Linked DNA regions of Zea mays: regions 2 and 3 are each linked to region 1. A link is a contact called in public Hi-C data. All regions are on one chromosome and are shown on one strand. Each heading gives the region's core, a stretch centred on a gene start, on an enhancer-like site or on the middle of the called end of the contact. The rest is flanking DNA. Distances are from core to core; before and after follow the strand shown.

Region 1 (4,612 bases), core at 637-3,136:
GTATTTGAATGTAATTGCTCAAAAGTAAAATGTTCAAAGTAAATAATGGATTACAAACGTCACGGTGCTTTCCTGAGGTATCAAAGAGTCAACACTATTCACCAGTTCTCATTGGACCACCCACGCAAGGGTGTGGCTCCCCATTAAACCATGCAAGGACCAGGTGCTCTCTGTGGACTAATTCTTTGTCACTCTAGCATGGTGAACCAACCATAATCGTGTTCACATCAAGTGGATTCACCCACGGCTCTCTAGGTGACCACTGAACTTCTAATCGCCACCGGTCTATCTAGGTGAGCAGTCCCCAACATCTCCTTAGGACTTGTTTGGAAGTACAATATTTTTATGGTTTCTAGGTAATGCCATGGTTTATAGAAATACAGAGTATTTTATGTCTTGAGGTGTTTAGTTGCATTTTTTTTTAAAAAAAACTAGGTTTTCAAAAGTATAGTATTGTAAATACTATGATATTTTTTTATTGAAAATTCCACTCGAAACTAAAGTTTGCATGACATGGTCATGGTTTACAGTAGTGTATGCAAACAATAGATAGTATTCTTAGAGCTGGTCAATTATCATAACAATTGCAAAGTATATTATAAGACAATGGTTTTAAATTAGCCCTTAGGGTGACAAAGCGTTTGCATGGAGAGAAACTCCTAGGTTCGGGTTAAATTTGAAAGGGCGGGCCGGGACAGGCGCGCGCGGTTGAGTTGATGTTTGGAATTCTGAGAGGCGAGAGACAAGGACGTAGACACGTTGTTTTCTTGAACCGTTCGTATAGTAATTTCATATAACGGGCTCCATCAGCATATATGGGCACCGACTGATAATCAGATATTTGAACTGGTTTCCATCCAAAACATTTGTAATTAAGAAAATGGTAGAAGCCAGGCAATAATCTGTGTCGAAGACCGTAACCAAAACCGCCCCCACGTTGTTGGCCATGTCCTTGGAAGAAGAATAAAATCGTTGTAAAAAGAAAAGAAGAGAGAGAAAGAATACAAATACCGGCCGGGAAGCTTGACACCTACCAGTGTACACACAATTCAACAAACTAGGCAGCCATTTGAAAAAAAAAAGGTGCGTATGGACCGGACCTGGACCTGGACCTGCAGTCGGTTGCTTCAACCGAAGTCAGGTAGCCGATCGCGACAAACGCAGTCACGTGTCAACCATCCATCCATTATCGATCGATTCGTTGCAGTGGCGCGCGCCTGCGGAGCTGGAGCACGCCCAGACCTAACAAGCTGGAGCGATATAACGCGGACAGGCCGGACCGCACGCACCGCCTCGGCTAATGCATTCGGCACACCAAACTTATCCAAAAACCCGCCGCACTCGCGTGCCTACTTGCGTGCGTGGCTCGCTGCTCCTGCTGCTGCTGCTGCTGTCGTGGCATGGGGCACCTGCAGTGGACCGACCGTTCGAGAAAAGCGGGGATACCGATCTCGGTCGTCGTCGTCGTCGTCGTCGCCGCCGCGGCCGGCACAAATAAAGCATGCGGTCTCCAGGTCCCGGCCCCGGCATCGACGGCACGCGCACGGCGGCAAGAGCAAGACAGCAACAATGCTCTCGCGCGTCTGGCGCGCGCGTCGTTGTCGTGTCCAAAAGCGCCTCACGCTTTTACCACTCACCGCCGCGTCGATTGGCCTGACCGCCTGGCCCCCACGCAGCAACAATGTCTCTGCCTGCCCTTTGACATTTGCGCAGGGTCAGATCGGAACAAGAATAAACTGACGCCTGCCTACTAGTCAATCGCGGCCCCGATACTGCCTGAGGGAGGGACCGAAATAACGTACATATAAATTAAAAAAAAGGGTCCAAGTGTGTAAAAAAACGATTCACCATCATCACCGTATTATAAATTCCGGTTTATTCCCACGCCTCAGCCTGCACTGCAGGCTTCTTTATGCCACGGGCGACAGAGGGCTCGAATCTTCCAGCACATCTCTATCTCTCTCTCTCTCCTCTCCCTTTTGACATTTGGAGCAGAGTCAAAGCGAACAACACGAAAAAGCCAAGCCTAAGCTATGCACGACGACGACGACATCGACAGACGTGGGCCCCTGGCCCCGGCACCGCTCCCTCTTGACAAGTGTACTTGGCGACACTGCAGCAGCAGTAGCATCCCATCCCAGCTATTCCCTCGCCTAGGGGATGCAAATCCGTGCGCGATCTCTCTCCTTTTTTCAATCCCTGCCGCCGTGCCCACCACTTTGCAGCGGGTTGACCTCGCACCGCATCGCATCCCATCGCAGAGATCGGGCCTGCGCTGCGCTGCCGGTAGAGTAGAGCCCGCGCCGTGCCGCGTCTCCAAATACTCGGCGTTCTCATACGCGTATATATGCGGGGCCCTGCTGGACTCGCACTGCCAAAAGTCAACCCCACCCCCTTCTCCCTGCCCGCCAGTCCCCCCCAGGAGCAAGGAGCGAGCAGCACGCACGCGTCCCGGCCGGCCCTCCGCCTCGCCAAAGGCCGCTCGAGAGACCGCCCGTCGTGGTTCATGCGCGGCGTGCTATGCTAGCCGCTGCTCATGGCGGAGCACTTCAACGACTGGGACCTGCAGGCCGTCGTCAGGAGCTGCGGCAGCGTGGCGCACCCGGAGCCCGCCGCCGCGGCGCCGAGGGCGGATCAGCCAGACGCAGCGCCGGAGCCGGTGCCCGCGCCGCGGCGAGACGAGGCGCCCGCCGCCCGTGCCACGCCGACGACGGTGCCTGTCCGGCGACAGGGACGGGCGTCGCCGCCCGCGGCTAAGGCCGCGGCGCTCCTGTACGACCTGGAGTACCTGGACTTGGACCACAGGCCGTTCCTGCTGCCGGCCGCGCCGTCGCCGTCGCCGTCGCCGGGGCCGCGGGCGGGGGCCGGCGGGCGCGAGCGCGAGGTGATGATCTCTTTCCCCGCGGCGGCGGCGGCGTCCACGTCCGGGACGCAGCAGAGGGCGTCGCCGCCAGGCCGGAAGCCCGGCGCGCGCACTTCGCGGCCTAAAAGAAGGTACCGTACCGGTCGTCCCGTGCAGCATAGAACGGTAGTAGTAGAACCAGCTGAAGAAGGTGGTGCGATGATATGATGGCTTATTGCTTTTCTCTTCTTTTTTTTCTTCCCTGGTTGTGGTATGGCAGCAAGAAGAGCCAGCTGAAGAAGGTGGTGCGGGAGATGCCGGCGGCCGACGGCGGCTCGTCGTCGTCGGACCCGTGGGCGTGGCGCAAGTATGGCCAAAAGCCCATCAAGGGCTCGCCTTATCCGCGGTAACTACCTTTGACCTCGCCTTAACATGCTTTCCACGCGTTGCACTCACTGCCTGCTACTAGCTAGCTGGTATAGGTGGCCTTATCGTCGAACGTTGACTCAATCACTCCCAACACCTTAATTATTGCCACCTTTTCTTAAGGAAACAAGAAGGCACCTTTTCTTTAAGGAAACAAGAAGAAAGGGATGGCATGCATGCCATCCTTGAGGCTTCGCATAGGTGTCCTAGCCTAGCTAGTGTAATTAGGAGCTTTGATAATTCAGCCACAAGAGCGAGACGCCAAAGCCACTTGGACATCACCAATCAAGCTTTTTGCAGTACAGTACTACGTACAAGATACTGTAATTCGATAGCCGTACTGCGTGCTTGCAGTTGACCCTGTGGCTGCTGGCCCGCACGCTCAGCGAACTAACGCGACTGTTGCGATGGGAATTGATCTGTGGCCGCAGGGGGTACTACAAGTGCAGCAGCATGAAGGGGTGCATGGCGCGGAAGCTGGTGGAGCGCAGCCCAGCGAAGCCCGGGGTGCTCATCGTCACCTACATGGCGGAGCACTGCCACCCCGTGCCCACGCAGCTCAACGCGCTCGCGGGCACCACTCGCCACAAGCCGTCGTCCGGCGCGGCCGCCGAGCACAGCGCGGCCTCCTCTCCCAAGAGCCACGAGCATGGTGGACAGGCGGCCGGCCGTGGCACCGGCGACCGCGAGCATGGCAGCAGCGAGACGTCAACGGTGGCCGGGGAGATTGGCGGCGAGGAGATAGCGGCCGTCGACGACGACAGCGAGTTCTGGCCTGAGGGGCTGGACCTGGACGAGCTCTTGGCGCCCGTCGACGACGACTTCGATTTCGAGCAGGTCATCGAGGCGGAAGATGGCGTACTGGGACGCCGGCTCTCCCTCTAGGTGGGCGCTGTAACGCCAGAAATCAGAACCTTCAATGGCAATGGAGGACGAAAAGACCTCGCCTCGAAGAGATTCTATGTATAGGCGTCTTTTTTGTGCGTGTTTCTGACAAACAGGACCCCGAAAACTAACGGGCTGATGAATTTCCGTTGTATATCGTGCTTGCGTAATCTCCGAGAAGTCGGTGCGCATTGAGTTTTGTACATGTACTCCTATAATTCAGGTGCCACCTGGCTGTATTGAGCGCATGAACCAGGCAACATACCTGAAACCTGAAACCAAGTAAAACGCCGATGCATAAATGCCAGGTAGAAATCAATTTTCCCATAAATTCAATTCATCCACCAAAGAGACGCAAATGCAACTGTGCCAACGGTGGACCACTGTAACATAGGTCCCTGCATAGTTTCTATTATTCAGTTGTGAAGATCACACTACGCTGACAAGAAAAACATCTTA
Region 2 (4,612 bases), core at 1,287-3,786, 210 kb after region 1:
GGACTATTTAAGTAAAAGAATAAAAACCATGAACATGCTCTATGGCCTTCAAAGATCTGGACCTTGCAAACTGCGGGCATTCCGCGCGTACGACGTCGCATTTGCCGTTCTGCCAGGCTTGGTCCACGAGCGCATCATCACTGGAGAATTGGAGACCATGTGTTTGCTGACCATTGTTGCGGGGTTTCTTCGGACAGCGACCGACAGCCGCACTGCAGAATGAATGAACAGCACGCTCCATGCATGCCAATGCCATGCCTTTTGAGACGTCACTAGCAGCAAGCACGCCACCGCGCCGAGAGAGACGGCCGGGCCGTGACCGGGCTGGACTGTCCACTGGTTTTCATGCGCATGCAGCGACACCTCCCGCCCACTCGCCCAGTGCGCTGCAGCAGCCGAATTCCTGTGGAAAACCTCGCCCGCTTCAGGTAGCGGCCGTCCAAGATGGAGACGGTGACCTCCCGTCGGCGCGGTACAGCCAGGGTCAGGTACCTTGCAGGACGCTTCGTTTGTGCGTGGTTATTATCCGTTCACGCCCCCTCAACTTGGAGCGTGCGCCGCCGGTCACCGCAGTTTCCTCCTGCGCATATTCTGGCACTAGCTGTATTTGACTCTGGGTCTGGGATGTATATATGTGTGGACGCGGGCCTCTCCATACTGGCACGTTTGCCTTTCGCGATCCAGCTGGGAGCTTGGTGATTGTTCCTGTCGTTCGTCGACCATGACTGTAGGTTGCCGATAGCTAGGATATGGATGCGACAAAGCTCATGCCTAATTTCCAGTTAACGATATGGGCGTGTCGGCCTAAGGCCGGCTCATGTATTTGACCACATAAAATCAAAATATTACAACTACATAAAGTCCATAGCTTACTAAACTAAAGATATTAAACAATAATAGCATCATTTAATCACATAAACTTTAAATATCGCAACAATATAAAGTCGGTAGCTTAATAAATTAAATAAATTAAATAACTTGGACTTTATTGGGCCATGTCGGGCCAAGCCCGGTCCATCTATACGGACCGTGTCGAGGGCCCGGCGTGTCAAAATTTGAGGTTTCTTTCAGGCCGCCTTCAGACCGTGCTAGTCTGACCCGTATTATTTCGTGCCGGCATGTACTTTGGGCTCATGTTTTCGGGTCGTGCTCATACTGACCCAAAAAGCCCGGTCCATATTACCCGTACTACTTACAATGTTCAAACGAGAGATCTCGCTTCAAGTGCATGCAACGCGTTCTTACCTGAATCGTGCTTGGTCAGAGTTTACTGCACTTATGACCAGGAGGCCTCTGCCCTCTGGGCCTTGTTTCGAGTCCGTAACTGAGCCCTCTTTGGACTTTGGTGAATATAGCGCAGGTGGAGGCCCATGGGCTGGAAAATTTGTACTTTTGCTCGTCTTTTGTAACATGTAGATTTAGCTAGATGATTGGGTTTGAATCTATAACAAGTCAAAATCTCTTCTAATTCTTTCTAGATCAGTTCAATTCATGTGGAATGAAAATAACCGAACAAGTTCAACTGGTAAATTTATTGGTTTGTACACTGTAGAGCTCGGAGGAAAGCTGGAAAATGACAGGAAAAAATTGGCCTGTGGACCTGTGGTCGAGGGAGGGAGGGACAGCCTCCTGTCATTAACAACAGCACATTTTGATGAAGATCGAAAAAAAGTCTCCTCTCGAATCCACTAACTAACTAAGCTAGAAGCCTTTTTTCGCGGCTTTTAAATAAAATCTGCATTCTGGGATTCTTTTTGGAATCTTCGTAAATCCGCATCCTTATTCTTTAAATGTCCCTGTACTAATAACGTTTGTAGTTTAACGACACTCTGGAAAAATGTCCATAACGCGAGGAGGCAAAAAAAAAAAAAAAAAAAAACGTCCACCTTGCAGCATCAAAGCAGTGACAGCCTGACAAAAATGTCCATAAAGCAGCGACAGTATGCCACTAGTGGCACCGTGAGTATGGAGTATAAATCTGTTTCAGTCGACGGTACAAATTTGTTTCAGTCCTGACCCTTCTTGGAGCCAGTAAGTACTGTGCACGGCGGCACAAGTGCTCCATAGAATAGAAACTGACACTTTGGTCATGACACGGTGCTCAGGGCTCAGCATCACCTCGGAGTCTTGGGCAGATCAACTTCAGATTGCAAGGCCGTATCAGCCAATCCAGACCGTAAGAGCCCTCTTGGAGGCTTGGAGCAAAGCAAAGCTGCCAGTTGATCCTCTTTAGTACTCTTCAGCCAAACTTCAGAATGCTCCAGTGATGCTCGATGGCATATGGCGTCCCATGCCATTTACGATGACGAAGGAACCAGAGTATTGTTTCGTCCCGATTTCCCGTGAAGCCAATTGAATGCAGGCAAATCCTCACTCAGTTCATTCACTCCCCTTCTCCCCCATCCCGTGAGCAGCATTTATCACTGGGCCGGCTCTGAATTCAATGCCCACTCCGCGTCGCGTCTCTCTGCCCCTCTGACACTATAAAACCTGCGGCGCGCGCCATTCTGACTGTACGTGCGCCTGGCTGCAACTTTTTACGCACGTTTGGCGATGGCTCCGGTGCTTCCTGCGTCTGCGTGGTGGTCGTGGATCGCGGTCCTGGCGGTGGTGCTGGCCGTCGGCGTCCGGCCGCCTCCGCGCTGCCGCGGCGAGTTCACGGTGGTGGTGCCGGACACGTCGGCAGCGGCGCTGGTGGACGCGCCGCAGACGGGGTTCTCGGACCGGGCGCGCACCGACCCGGCCGAGCAGCGCGCCGTGCAGGAGGTGATGGCGGCCACGGGCAACGGCTGGGCGTGGGCCATCCCGGACGTGTGCCGGGGCCGCTGGCACGGCATCGAGTGCGTGCCCGACCGCCGCGACACCTACCACGTCGTGTCGCTGGCCTTCGGCGCGCTCTCCGACGACACGGCCTTCCCCGCGTGCGAGGCGGCGAGCGCCACGCTCTCGCCCGCCGTGCTCGCGCTCCCGCACCTCCGCTCCCTCTTCTTCTACCGCTGCTTCACGGGCAACCCGCAGCCCGTCGCGGCATTGCTCGGCCGCCTCGGCCCCGCGTTCCGCTCCCTCGTGCTCCGACAGAACGGCCACGTCGGCCCGATCCCCGCGGAGCTCGGGAACCTCAAGGAGCTGCGCGTGCTCGACCTCCACGGCAACCAGCTCACCTCCGCCGTGCCGGCCACCCTCCAGTCCCTGAGCCACCTCCAGCTGCTCGACCTCAGCTACAACCGTCTCGCCGGCCCGGTGCCGCGCTTCGAGTTCCCGCGCCTCAGCATCCTGGACCTCAGCCACAACGCGCTCCAGGGTGGCGTGCCGTGGAGCCTCGGCCAATGCCGCTCTCTGCTGAAGATTGACCTCAGCCAGAACCGCCTCACCGGCACGATCCCTGACGCGCTCGGCGACTTGTCCCAACTCATGCTGCTGGACCTCAGCCACAACGCGCTGTCCGGCCCGATCCCGGCCGCGCTCAGCCGGCTGGCGTCGCTGCGGTCCCTCATCCTCAGCGACAACCGGATGCAGTTCTCGACTCTGCCCGACGACTTCTTCGCTGGGCTCAAGGCGCTGACCACGCTGGTGCTCTCCGGAATGGGCTTGGCCGGGGCGATCCCTGAGTCCATCGGGGAGCTGAGCGAGCTTCGGGTGCTGAGGCTGGACAATAACCAGTTCACCGGCGTAATACCGGCGAGCTTCCGGAGGCTGGAGAGGGTGAGCGAGCTCCGCGTGGACGGCAACCGGCTGGTGGGGCCGATACCGTTCGGCAAGGAGATGATGTGGAGGCTGGGCAAGAAGCTGCGCGTCGGCTCCAACGAGGGGCTGTGCTATGACACCAAGCAACAAGGCCTCGAGGGCGTCGTTGCGCTCGCCGGCGTCGCGGACTGTGACAGCGTGAGGAGTCGCACGACGCAGCACTTGGTTTGGAGCAATAGTACTGTAGTTAGCCGCGGCGGCGGCGTGTACACCGTGACCTCATCGGCTGCTTCCGCCAGCCGTAACTCCGGTGGCGGTACTCGTGTGGAGACTTGGCTTGTGTTCGTGTGTCTGCACCTTGCATGGTTCGTAGCCTGTAATTGTAAGTAGGCCAAGTGGTGATTCCGGGACCTGAACAGTGTGGTTGTAAAGAGAGCTCAGTGCATTGTTTTATGAAGAGGACAGTAAGAAGCGAATAAGAATTTTGTCTTACTCCTACCGTCCTACGTTCCAAATTACTAAATTATTTTGAAGCCAACCTCTCTATCCCGTCTATCTTAGCAAGATACTCCGCACATTTCTACAATTTAATTACTAATTAGGGCTCCAAGAATTCCCCGTGCTAAATTTCACGAGACATGCTGTTAGGGGGAAAATCCTATTTGAGGCTTTGTTAATTCGAGAGAAAATTAGTTCATTGTCATCCAAACTGACCTCTTTATTTGCAATGATTTTTTTATAGAAGAAAACTAGTGGTTGTCATTAATACCTTGGGAGCGTCTATCATAAGGAAGATCGCTCAAAATATGGACCTTGGGAGCGTCTATCATAAGGAAGATCACTCAAAATATGAAGCTTTGTTTAATGTAATACCCAAAAATGTAAATAGTGAAAATAGAGGAGAGCCCAATATTTTGTGATCTATACT
Region 3 (4,612 bases), core at 1,072-3,571, 190 kb before region 1:
CCCACTACCATATATTATATCATTTTTTTTAAATTTTCTTCTACACATACGTTGTCGCATGCTGCTGCTGCTGCAAACTCAAGGTAAAGCGAATAGACCGGTGTGTTTGGTTGTAGCTAGTGAAAATAGCTTATTAGTTTTTAAGAAACTGGAAATCCGGTTTCTATAAACTCAGACATAGACCGGTGAGTTTGGAACCGCTCTGGTTTGTGTAAACTAGTTTTCTTAAAAAAAAAAGAGTGGTGCTTCTAAGCAGATCCTTATAGAATCTAAGTGTGGTGAGGGGAAAGCAAAACCAAAAGGTTGTTTGCAATAATGACGAGGAGAGATTGGATGCAGAGAGACGCAGCAGTGTATGTACAGCTGGAGCCCCCTTCAAATCAGGGGGGGGGGGGGGGGGGGGGGGGGGGGGGGGTGTATTAGCGGCGCCGACGTTGATTTTCCAGTGCAGGACCAGAGTTTTGTTCGCGATCAGGCAAGCATCGCCTTGCGATGGAGATCACGTGCGTCTATACGTACGTGTAGTACCTGACAGATGGCGTAGGCTCCTGCACTCATTTCATGCTGTCGAGTGCATCCGATCGAGACCGATTAGATTGGATTGGATGGATGATACATACGTACGTACGTACGTACACTCCTGTGGCGTGACATGCATGATTACTTTCGCACCCAAATCAGTCGCAATGCAAGGCCATCCATCCATTCCTGGCGTGGTGCAGAGCAACTGAGAAAGGTGTAAGAATCCGAGGACGGTTCGTCGAAGCCTTGGCGTACGCGTCTCTCTGCTGGCAGGGGGGCAGGGATCCGTCTGGACCGCGCTGGCTGCGGTCTTTCGTTTGGACGGTCCGTCCACGGTGCATGCATTGCATGAGGATGATGAGGATGACCAGGACCGGCGTCTCGCATGATGAAACTGACTGACTGACTGATACAGTAGATGTCGATTTGGCGTATACTCCGGTGTGTAGTACGTTTGCTGGCCAAGGAGCAGCTAGGCATGACAGCGTCACGTACGCACGCTAGTTACATGCTCCTACCAGAGATCGCTCTGCAAACGGTAGTTACACGCCCCACCCACAGCACATGTCAGTGAAGCCGAAGAACACAGCGTGTGCTGGCAAGTTAAAACTAGAGTCAGTCGTCGTTCCATGGATGGATGGGTGGGTATATGGGTTGGTAGTCGTAGGGAGAGGGGGGCATCTTTCCATCACCTAAGCTCAGCCTGTGACATACCGAGACAACCGAGAAACCAACAAAGGACTCTCCTAATAATCAATAAATAAAACCAGAGCTAATTATGCCGTGCCCCCGGCCTCGGATTTTGCCTTTGTTTGTATTCGCGTCGCGCGCGCGGGTTTACACCTAAAGCCGGCATTCTACTACTAACATCTTGGCGTGTTACCGCGAGAAGCTAGCCATTCAGCGCGGGCGCATACGATTCTGCAAAAAACCGAGCTGCGGTGCTACATTCCGCTAACCTCCTAATCATGTGTGGCGGAAGGATCGCCTAGGTCCGAGCGGAATTAGGCCGTTGGGGTTTTGTTCCGTCGTCGTCGTCGTCGTCGTCCTGATGCATGCGCTTTTGTTTGAAATCGGAGCGAGGGACGACGGTCGATGGACGAACGGACATAGTACAGTACGCACACTCCTAGACCGGATAGAATGTTTTTGCATTGGTGCCGTGCGCGCAGCCCGCAGGCAGGGCTCTTGATCAACGAAAAGATGCCGAAAACACTTCAGAGCTTCGAAAGCATCTTTTCGTCTCCCTCTTGCCACGACCACGGCCCGGCGCGGCAGCAGCGGAGTGGTCAACGGGGGCCACCACCCCGGCCGACACGGCACGTCGCGGCGGCAGGACAGCTCCAGCGGCGGGAGGACCGCTCGGGCTCGGCTCGACCAGGCGGCCTGGCCCTGGCCTGGGGCCTCAGTGCCTGCCTGACACAAGCACACGACGTCGTCGGCCACCGTACCGCCCCTCCCTCGTTGCCTTGCGATTGTTCTCTGCACCGACCGACGTGGCGCCGCAGTGCTCTGCGATCAAGTGTCCATCATCCATGCATGCATGCACCCAGCAGGCCACGTACGCTCACCTAACACGATCGTACGGCTGATCCGCCATCGACGGCAGCAAGCATGTTATGCATTGCCGGCTCCATGCACACAGCACACGAGACGAGATAGTGCCTGCACAGCCTGTACGTTTGCGGGCGCAACTTGCTTCAGACTCGCAGCCCGTGCACATACGTACCCCTATGGCTAGCATAGAACACGCTTATTAAGGGGAACCAAGAGGCTGCCGAAGACAATACACACGTTCACATCAATCCACCATTGACCAATTCCTCCCACACACTGAAGCCACCACCACCACAGCCTTTCTAGCAAGCACACGCTCGCCACAATGCGCACGCCCTTCGTGGACAAGAGCCCCCAGTACCGCCGGGACAGCGCCGCCGGACGGCTCAAGCAGCGCCTGGCAAGGATCCTCACGCGCTCCACCTGCACCACCAATAACGCCGCTGCCGCCAGCTCGGGCGGCACGGCCACGGCCACGGCCTTCGTCAGCCTCGCCAAGACCAACAACGCCCACACCGCCGCCTCCTCATCTCACCCGGAGCCGGAAGCGCCGCCCTCCCCGTACTTCTGCACGCCCTGCACCTACGACTACGAGCGCCCCAAGGCCGACCGCGGGACACGCCCGCGCCGCAGCCGCACCCGCAGCGCGTCGCTCGTACACATCTCCGTGGACTGCACGGGCGGGGCCGCCTCCGGCCGCCGCTCCGCCCACTCCGACGCGCCGCTTCTGCAGCACCTCTTGTCGGAACAGGTGCCGGCGAGGGACGTCGTCGGCGGCACGAAGCAGAGCAAGGGCGGCGGCGGCAGGAGCAAGCTGACGACGGCGCGGTCGTCTCCGTCGGCGTCGAGGCGGCACTGCTCGTCCTCCTCCTCCTCCTGGGGCCGCGCCCGCGCGCGCCGGCCCAGCAGCACGCCCACGCCCTACAGCTGGTCGTCGTCGTCGCGGTCGTCCGCCACCGCGACGGACGACGAGCTCGCGCCGTTCAGCGGCAGCGACGACGAGGCCGGCGGCCAGGCGGCCGACATGCGGACGCTCTTCTCGTCCCTCAGCTTCTCGTCCGACCCCACATCATCCGAGTTCTACCGCACCAACGGCGGCCGCAGCGGCAACGGCAACGCCAGCAGGAGGAGCCACAGGAACACGGCGAGTCGTCGTCGCGGCCGCCGCGCGCGCGCGCCACGGCGTGCGCTGTCGAGATCCAGCGGCGGCGACCCGGCAGCACCGCCCGACGCCTTCCGGCCGCTGGTGTCCGTGGAGACGACGAGGCGCACTACGGAGCGCAGCGAGAGGAGCAAGGAAGACAAGGGTCTCAATAACGCCAAGAAGCTGACGATGACGATGCTGGGCGCGGCCGCTGCCGCGGAGGAGGAGGAGGAGGAGGCCATCGCCGCCGGCGCGGGCATGGCTGTGGTGAAGCGCTCCAGCAACCCTTACCTGGACTTCCGCAGCTCCATGGTGGAGATGGTGGTGGAGCGGCGCATCGCCAGCGTGGGGAAGATGGAGGAGCTCCTGGGCTCGTACCTCTCGCTCAACTCGCCGCGCCACCACCCGGCCATCCTCGCTGCCTTCGAGGACGTCTGGGAGGCCGTCTTCGGCGAGGAGTGAGTGACTGGGAGCGTCAAGCGTGATCTCTTTCAGAGTACTGTTTCAAAACTTCTACGTACATGCCAATGTATAAATTGGCAACATTTTGCCACGCCGAGATGCTGTGGTGCTCATCGTATGTAACGAGCTTCATATACATGGTGATAATTGAGCGCCTGAGTGGCTGAGTTCTACGAAAAGATTTGGATTTGTTGTTGGGGCGCTTGTTGTCTTCATATCCTTGTTGGAAAATATGGCTGTGTGAACCATGAGAAGCTGCGAACTAACAGAATGGGATGGCTGGATGCATCATAAAAGATTGGGCGATTCTTCAGGACCAAGCTCTGGCGATGCAGGGTGCACGGCCAAAATCCCTTGCACGGGGGAAGCAGAGCGAGACAACCAATCAGCATTTGTGTCCGGTCAGGATGTGGATGCAAACGTGCAGCCAAACAAATTGGTTTTGCACACACGGAATCTGGCGTGGGATCCTGACTCCCATCCTAGGTACGAGTACGACCAAAGATACAGAACCCAATCGAGACCATAATGAACAACATAGGCATGATGTGTGTTCATTCGATGAATATCAACAACACGTACAACTACTTTTATTTTTTTTCATCCTTCTCGTTCCCTCTCCATCACCAAGAGCAAGAAAGGAGGAGGAAGGATTGATAGGCATCCGTAGCAAAAGACTATAGAGATCAAGTGAAGAAGTACAAGGCCACAAGTGTTGGGGATTGAGACGGATGAGCCTTCTTTCACTAGTAAGTACTCCCTCCATGTCATAAGATAAGGCGTGCATTTTTTTATAAAAGTTAATGTTTTAAAACTTCGACCAACAATTCAGCAAAAAACATATATTTTTAGTGTATGCATGTTACAAACTTGAATTTGTATTAAAAATACTTTAATATAATGCTTAATTTGTATTTGTTGATGTCA

The links. A called contact is a pair of places that touch in the nucleus more often than the background predicts.
Region 2: a Hi-C map of bundle sheath shows a contact between it and region 1, with 2.1 times the contacts expected there. The contact joins the promoter of LOC103652578 here to the promoter of LOC103651472 in region 1. A contact is called at or near these places in 2 of 25 Hi-C or Micro-C datasets (bundle sheath and tassel).
Region 3: a Hi-C map of leaf shows a contact between it and region 1, with 2.8 times the contacts expected there. The contact joins the promoter of LOC100280543 here to the promoter of LOC103651472 in region 1. A contact is called at or near these places in 2 of 25 Hi-C or Micro-C datasets (ear and leaf).

Annotation. Positions count from the first base shown.
Region 1 is chr3:222,984,441-222,989,052 of Zm-B73-REFERENCE-NAM-5.0, forward strand. LOC103651472 (WRKY transcription factor 22) reads left to right here and starts at 1,887. Exons shown (of 3, transcript XM_008677101.3): 1 at 1,887-2,994; 2 at 3,123-3,248; 3 at 3,700-4,352. The coding sequence starts at 2,537. The coding sequence ends at 4,153. It overlaps LOC100282745, which reads right to left. Exons shown (of 10, transcript NM_001155651.2): 10 at 4,595-4,612.
Region 2 is chr3:223,193,679-223,198,290 of Zm-B73-REFERENCE-NAM-5.0, forward strand. LOC103652578 (protein TOO MANY MOUTHS) reads left to right here and starts at 2,537. Exons shown (of 1, transcript XM_008678130.4): 1 at 2,537-4,157. The coding sequence starts at 2,554. The coding sequence ends at 4,074. LOC103651474 (S-type anion channel SLAH2) reads left to right here. Exons shown (of 4, transcript XM_008677107.4): 4 at 1-55.
Region 3 is chr3:222,798,907-222,803,518 of Zm-B73-REFERENCE-NAM-5.0, forward strand. It overlaps LOC100280543 (ovate protein), which reads left to right and starts at 2,322. Exons shown (of 1, transcript NM_001153462.2): 1 at 2,322-3,864. The coding sequence starts at 2,405. The coding sequence ends at 3,685.